2 separate regions of the Mus musculus genome follow, and region 1 is linked to region 2. A link is a contact called in public Hi-C data. All regions are on one chromosome and are shown on one strand. Each heading gives the region's core, a stretch centred on a gene start, on an enhancer-like site or on the middle of the called end of the contact. The rest is flanking DNA. Distances are from core to core; before and after follow the strand shown. Region 1 overlaps Prkar1b (protein kinase, cAMP dependent regulatory, type I beta). Region 2 has its middle 3.2 kb from the start of Gm30206.

The links. A called contact is a pair of places that touch in the nucleus more often than the background predicts.
Region 1: a contact with region 2 is called in a Hi-C map of bone marrow-derived macrophages, with 34 read pairs. The contact joins two enhancer-like sites. A contact is called at or near these places in 2 of 484 Hi-C or Micro-C datasets (the HPC-7 cell line and bone marrow-derived macrophages), 2 of 115 datasets of contacts at active chromatin or transcription factors (embryonic stem cells and stem cell-derived neural progenitor cells) and 2 of 9 other capture datasets (liver and pancreatic islet).

What each region holds. Positions count from the first base shown.
Region 1 is chr5:139,058,545-139,062,036 of GRCm38.p6, forward strand. The region is part of intron 6 of Prkar1b (protein kinase, cAMP dependent regulatory, type I beta); the gene reads right to left. Among named protein-coding and RNA genes, the nearest start is that of Pdgfa, 65 kb to the left of the region's middle. Within about 2 kb of position 2,192, at least 40 of the 459 cell types and tissues checked have an H3K27ac peak or open chromatin away from gene starts, as enhancers often do. A contact at or near this core is called in bone marrow-derived macrophages, where this site is marked.
Region 2 is chr5:138,826,708-138,830,146 of GRCm38.p6, forward strand. No RefSeq gene overlaps it. Among named protein-coding and RNA genes, the nearest start is that of Gm30206, 3.2 kb to the left of the region's middle. Within about 2 kb of position 1,349, at least 16 of the 459 cell types and tissues checked have an H3K27ac peak or open chromatin away from gene starts, as enhancers often do. A contact at or near this core is called in bone marrow-derived macrophages, where this site is marked.

The DNA of each region.
Region 1 (3,492 bases), core at 942-3,441, 230 kb after region 2:
GGGACACACAAGATGGCCACATACAAGCTCAGATACACTGTAGCTAATCTGAGGAGGGAGGTGGCTACTGCAATTGTGGTGGGTGTGGGTGTGGTGGGCTTCCTTGGGGATGAAAGGCTGCCTAGAACAGGCAGGAGGTGGGGTCTGCCTAGTACACAAGGGGAAGAGGGCACGAAGCCTGCTCTGTGAGAGAAGCCCGTGATGTAACCCTCTGGCCGCTGTGGACCCGCTCACCCCTCTGGGATGAAACCCAGGGTGGAAAGGACCAGAGCAGAGCCTCCTTGCAGTCTGCACAAGGTTCTGACTCACTCACAGCCTTCCTGGAGATGTACATGGCGGCGGGGGTGGGGTGGGCATGGAAGGGGGAACTCAGGGACTCCATAACCTTGAAGACAGCCTGCAGCACTTTTCCTATATCCACTTATTTGGGGAAAGTCAAAGAATATGTGACCCAGAATCCCCTGGGGTCACCCCAACTCTGTCTTTGAGATGGAATTAAAAGATTCTAGGTGACTTTGGTGAGCACAACGGAGGTCACATGTGGACTGGGACACACGGCTCAGTTGGTATCGTGCTTGCTTAGCATTTGTAAAGTTCCCCCCCCCCCGGGGGGGAGGGGGGCCTCCATCCCCAGCATCACATAAATCAGATATGGCCACACAGCTCTGTAATCCCAGCTCTCAGGAGGCGGAGGCAGGAGAATCGGAAGTTCAAGGATATTCTCCAACACCTGAAGAGTCTGAGTTCAGGCTGGGGGGAAACAAAAGGGAAAAAATGGAGGAGGAAGAATAAGGGATAGAGGAGAAAGAGGGAGGGGGAGGGCAGACTCATGTTCCAAGGAAAGGATGGGCCCAGATCAGAAGCCACATGAGCTCCCAGGTTACGGCAGTGGGAGTGTCTAGTCTTCTGTTGTCACTAAGGTCAGCATTTATCAACACTCCACTGCAGACAAGAGGAGCAGGGCCTGGAGGGTATTGAAGGATGAATAAGAGTTTGCAAGGCAGAGGAGCAAAGCTACGAGCAGAGAATTCCGGGGAAGCCCAGCCCTGAGGTGTAAGCTGCTGGTCACTAATTTCCTGTTGATCGCCCATCATCCACCCCATGAAGTGACCACAGCACCCCCAGGGCAGATCCGTGTTGACTATTCCCAGGGGTCCAATGGGAGCTGGCAATGCCACTGGAGATCAAGAGTTAGCAGGCTGGAAGGAGAAGACAGAGCAATGAGCGGTGGGTTTAGGGCCAGGAATGGGCAACAACCCAGGCTCACAGCTTGGGAGAGGAGCTATGGGTACAAACTATGGGGGTTTGGTAGAATATTTGCCTGACCTGCAAGAAACCCCAGATTACATTCCCAGCATGGTATAAACCAATGCTGTCATCTCAAGTCTCAGGAGATGGAGGCAGGAGGCTTGACAGTTAAGGATCATCCTTGGCTACATAATGAGTTTAGGCTAGCCTGAGCTACATGAGACCTTATTTTTTATTTTATTTTATTTTATTTTATTTTATTTTATTTTATTTTATTTTGGGTTTCTCTGTGGAGCCCTGACTGGAACTCACTCTGTAGACTAGACTGACCTTGAACTCAGAGATCTGCCTGCCTTTGCCTACAAGTGCTAGGATTAAAGGCATGTGCCACTACGACCTGGCAACCCCCATCTTTAAAAACAAAAAAACAAACAACAACAAAAACCCCCAAACAACCATAAAGCAAAAATTAAAAATGAGTTACCCATGCCTCCCACCAATATCAATCCATCAAAGCAACTTCCAACAGAGAGAGCAGCGGTCCTTGGGACCCACTTATACAAGCTACTAGGGGCAAAGGCCTTCTCCCCTCCCTACCATAGGCCAGTAACCAAGTTGTTTTCTGAGCTGGGTTCTTCATGGATGTTTGTTTTAACCTGAAGCTAGGGCACAGCAGAGCCTAACTAACATCAGAACCTCTTTTTAATCGTCTGCCTCATGCTTCCTCTTGAGTGAGTAGCCCAAGGGATCACGACCTCCCAACTCAGTTTCCTTGTTTGGGGAGACAGGAGGCCCTGCCTCCCCTGAGACCCAGACCAGGGGTTGAGCTGTCAGATTCACGGGGTCAGCTTTGCGTGTGCCCCACTCGGGACGCCTGAGTGACTCACTTCCTATGTGGTGTCTCCGGAAGCAGGTGGGCCAGTGCGGTTCCCAGAAATGCATTGTGGGACAAAGTTGGGCTGCTGGGGAAATCAGAAAAGGATTTTCCCAGAAATAGCCTGGCTGGACATAGACTTAGGAGCAGAGGCCAGGCCCAAAATAGCTCACCTAACCCCAGGGCACCAGGCAGGGTGTGGTCGAGACACCTCCGAGGCAAGGAGGGCACAGCAAGTCCCCTCGGACAGGTGGAGCATAAGCTATGGCTAATTAGAAGGTGAGGCTAAGCTGAGCCACAGCCCAGCAATGACCCTGGGGCTGGCCTAGGAACTGACCCACAACGCTGAGGACCCTGAAATGTCCTGGGCAGACTCTGTCCCTGCCCTCTGTTCCATCTAGAGACAGAATTCAAGAAATGGATCACAGAAAGTAGCCCCAAATAAGCAATTGATCAGGGCAGGGCATGTGGCACACCTGCTGATACCACCCCGAAGAGCTGACATAGATTACAACACTAAAGGAGAAGCAGATACTCAGAGTGACAGCAAGAGCAAGTGAGGGGACACCCATCAGGACGATACCAGCCCAGGCCCAGGGGCAGTCCATCAGTAGGTCAGACTCCCGCAGGCAAGAGGAGGTCCCAGACTGACTCAGAGATCAGTGTCATCACACTGCTTGGGAGGAGGATGTAAGAAAGTAACCATGGGCTCCCTATGTCAGAAGGGACAAAGACATAGAGGATTTGGATAGAAAACAGACCCCGAGCTCAGGGAAACATGTTCTGACAACAGGAGCCAGACAAGGGGACATAAGTGCCATCCCAATCAGAGAACTCTGGGGGGCGGAGGGGGGGGGCTTGGGCAGGGGTGGCCATGGAGGTAGAAGGAGGGAGGGCCAGCTGAAAGCATGAGGAGGGGTCTCTAGAGGGCATGCTTCTAACATTACAGTGAGAGTGTGGGAGAGTAGGGGATGCTCTATAAACACGTGAGCTCTTTGTTCTGACAGTCCCTTGGTGAAGCTTGGGTGCATGCTGGCACAAAAGCTGACAGTCACCCCATGTCACATCAGTACCTCTAGGGTCTACAAACATGGAAGCTACTGCCCATGTGGTAATCGCGAACATCCACTGTAAGCCCCCAGAGTTTGCAGGCTAAACTAGCTTGCTAGTCAAAGAGAACATCTTAGGCTGCTTTCCACGCAGACGCTCTGTGAAAGCAAAAAAAGAACCCCACTGGGCCTGCACCTGCCAGACACAGCTCTCTTTCCAAACTGGGCTTTTATAGTCTTATACTATCATTTAGACGAAATGCTTTCTTGATCTTGAATAAGACAATTGAAATAAGGCTGGGGGCAGGGTGTGGCTCAGCA
Region 2 (3,439 bases), core at 99-2,598:
AAAGGAGGGGAGGGGAGAAAATGGAGGGAAGGAGAGGGGAGGACAGGGAAGGGGAGGGAAGGAGAGGGGAGGACAGGGGAGGGGAGGGGAGGACAGGGGAGGGGAGGACAGGGGAGGGGAGGACAGGGGAGGGGAGGGGAGGGGAGGACAGGGGAGGACAGGGGAGGGGAGGGGGGAGAGGAGGGGAGGGGAGGGGAGGGGAGGGGAGGGGAGGGGAGGGGAGGGGAGGGGAGGGGAGGGGAGGGGAGGGGAGGGGAGAAAAGGGCTTGGCCTAATGGCTTGTAATATGATTTTTTGTTGTTGTCCAAACAAACAAACAAACAATCTGTGAACAGTTTCAAAATTACGTTTTCATTTTCATAGTGCACAAAATGCCAGTCACATCCTGGGCAAAAAGTGCCTGGTCCTCACGCTGTCCCACTGTGCAGGAGGGACAGTCCCCAAACCAGTGCAGAGCTTGTGAGGCCCAACAGAAATTAACAGGCTCTTGTATGCACCAGTACAATTACATTCCGGCCAGCTTTAGGCGACTTCAAACCCAGGTTCCAAATAAGATGTGCGTTCACTGAACTGAAACACGGGGTATTAGATTTATAATAAACACAGAGAGAGGTCACATGGTGCTGCCATTTCTCAAGAGGAAATTAAATGAGAATGTCAGGACTTTATTCGGCTTGGCCCTGTGCTCTGTGTAGAATCCAGGTGACAAAGAAGAGCCCTCAGCTAAGGGTGATGCAGCCATCCCCATCTTCACCCAGCTTGGGGACCTGCCACATCCCGGGCTCTGTCACTGGACCTCTCGATGTAGTCCAGGCTGGCCTCTCACTTGAAATAATTCTGTCTCTGCCTCCAGAGCGTTGATATCACAGTTGGGTTTACATTTTCTTTTGAGACAGAGGTAGTCTTGAACCGGGGACCATCCTGCCTCTGCCTCCCAGATGCTCACAGTACAGGTGTGCACCACCACGCCCAACTTCAGGCTCTTTCTGTGTCTTCCTACCCCAATCTGCACTCAGAATAGAATCCAGAGCCTTACACCTGCTAGGCAAGTATTGTGACATTGATCTGAGTCCCCAACTCCCAGACTTTCTTTGTAAGTGTCAGTGGAATTCAAGGAGCAAGGGATATGTGACTGTTTTGGAGGCCACATATTCCATCCTCCTGGACCTCTTGCAATCCCTGAACTGGTGAGAGGACCCCCACTGAGAACTACTCTGCCCTCCAGAGCACATCTGCTGCAGTGCCCCCCAGGGCCTCCACCTCTTATTAACCTCGAATGTAGATGTGGTTGGTCGTGGCTGGAAGGAACTGGGTAGCTTTGCTCCCCAGACAGGAAGTTAGATGAGCAAGACAGCTCTTTCCTGACCAGGGTGACCTCTGAACTTGGGAGGCAGGGACAGCAGCTGGGACTCTGTACAAATCAAGGGATGGCTAAGCCACTGGAAGAAAGGCTGGGCACGGGGCACTGGGATCACTGCAGGAACCTAAGAGTCCAGCAAGGGACCCAGAAGGCCTTGCTAGCCTTTGCCTCTCTGGAAGGTCCCTGAAACAACAAAAGCCAGTCTGCAGGCAGCATCAGCCAGGGGAAGATTGGACCCTTCATGTGGGGTTTACCAGGAGAGTGGCCTTACCTAGCAACCTGAGTGAATGTTCTCTTCAGACAGGTGAAGCTGAGGCGTATGGAGATCAGTCAGGCCTCCACGTTCCCAGTCTAGCTGCATCCAAGTAGAAGAGATTTATGCTTTCTCCCACCCAGGCCACCAATTCCACTTGTCCCCAGCCAGCATTTCCTGGGTACGGAAGCTCTCACCATGCCCCTGTAATGCCTGAGTGCAGGTAGACTCAGCTGGCCGGGGGACCTGCATGTCCAGCAGAAGTGCAAGGGCAGGCCGAGTGGGTATACGTCCTCAACACCAGCACACAGGGTGCAGATCCAGGCACTGATACAAGCACACAGATTCACATGCTTGGACACACACAAGTGGAAGTGTATACATGTGCACACAAAAACACACAGCGATGCTCTGTCCTGCCCTAGGCCACAGAGACCTGGCCTCAGAAGGCTGTGTCCCTGCACTTAAAAGCCACAGGGGTGTTTATGAAGCCAGCAGAGAAGGAAGGCATTACAACAAGGGATTGCATCTGTGAGGCAGGAAGTGTTACAGCATACACCTATACATACACAGCGCAGACATGCACATCACACACCTGCAGTCACGTGTACGTACACACACATACACACACATGTAACACATTTGATCACAGACCAGAGGCCCAGCATGTTTGAAAAACATATGGAAGAGCAAGGATGGCAGCCAGGCCATCAGGAGGGAATGGCGTCTGGTCCAGGGTAGGCTGCTGGCTCTCTCTGACCTGCTGCTGTCACGTCACGCCTCCTGCCTCACACATGCAATCCCTTGTTGTAATGCCTTTCTCCTCTGCTCAGCCTCATAAACACCCCTGTGGCTTTTAAGTGTGGGAACACATCCTTCTCAGCCCAGGCCTCTGTGGCCTAGGGCAGGACAGAGCTTCCAGCCCAGGCAGGACAGTGAACAGCAACAGCAGTGAGCAGTGGGATGCTTCATCACCTCCCTCCATAGGTATGGAGACCTGCCTCAGAGACTTGTGGATCCAGGTGAGTGATTGGCTCTAGGGTCTGGGTCACACGGGACATAGGCTAAGAGAAGGAACAGGAGCACACTAGAAACAAATGTCCCCAGCTTCCACATCCTTGCCATCCACACTTCCTGGACCTAGGTCTGTCCCAACACAGGGTAGGTGCTGGAACGTGCTTTCCCTCAAAAGCCCTGGGCGCACAGATGTGGGTCAGTGTTTCCAGACACGAAGGCAGAACGAGCCACATGTGTTCAGAGCTTCTGAGACGTCTGGAATGATTTCTCGGTTTTCTGTTTAGATAAACTGACTGGGACAGATGTTGGCCTAGAATCTCCAGCCTCCAACTGTCCCCTGTCAGCTCATGGACCCCGGTCCACTGAGGCTGAAGGCCACTTGAGGTAGGGATTGATCTAAGACTAGGTCAGGAGAGCTAGGGGCAGGGCTGTGGCAAGGTCCAGTCCTGTCCACAGGCTAGACAGGAGCCATGCTCTCCCTATGAGCGGCCCCTTAGCTTCCTAAGACGGCCTGCTTTCCACTCCCAGCCCCATCTGCTCCCACAAACCTCAGATCACCTACATATACCCTCAGCCCTTGAAGCTTGTGGGATTTTCAGCCCTGACTCTGATTCTGAACCAATAGGGAGGCAGATCTGTCCCCATGCTACGGGTGAGGAGTCTGTCTGTCCAGCCCCTGTGACAACCTTCCCAGGCCAACTCCACCCATCTTCATTCTTTGCTGGTACATGACCACCCACACTGATTGATCTGTCAGCCCACATTCCCACCCTCACAGAATGGTTTAAGATCATATGGCCTGATAGTCA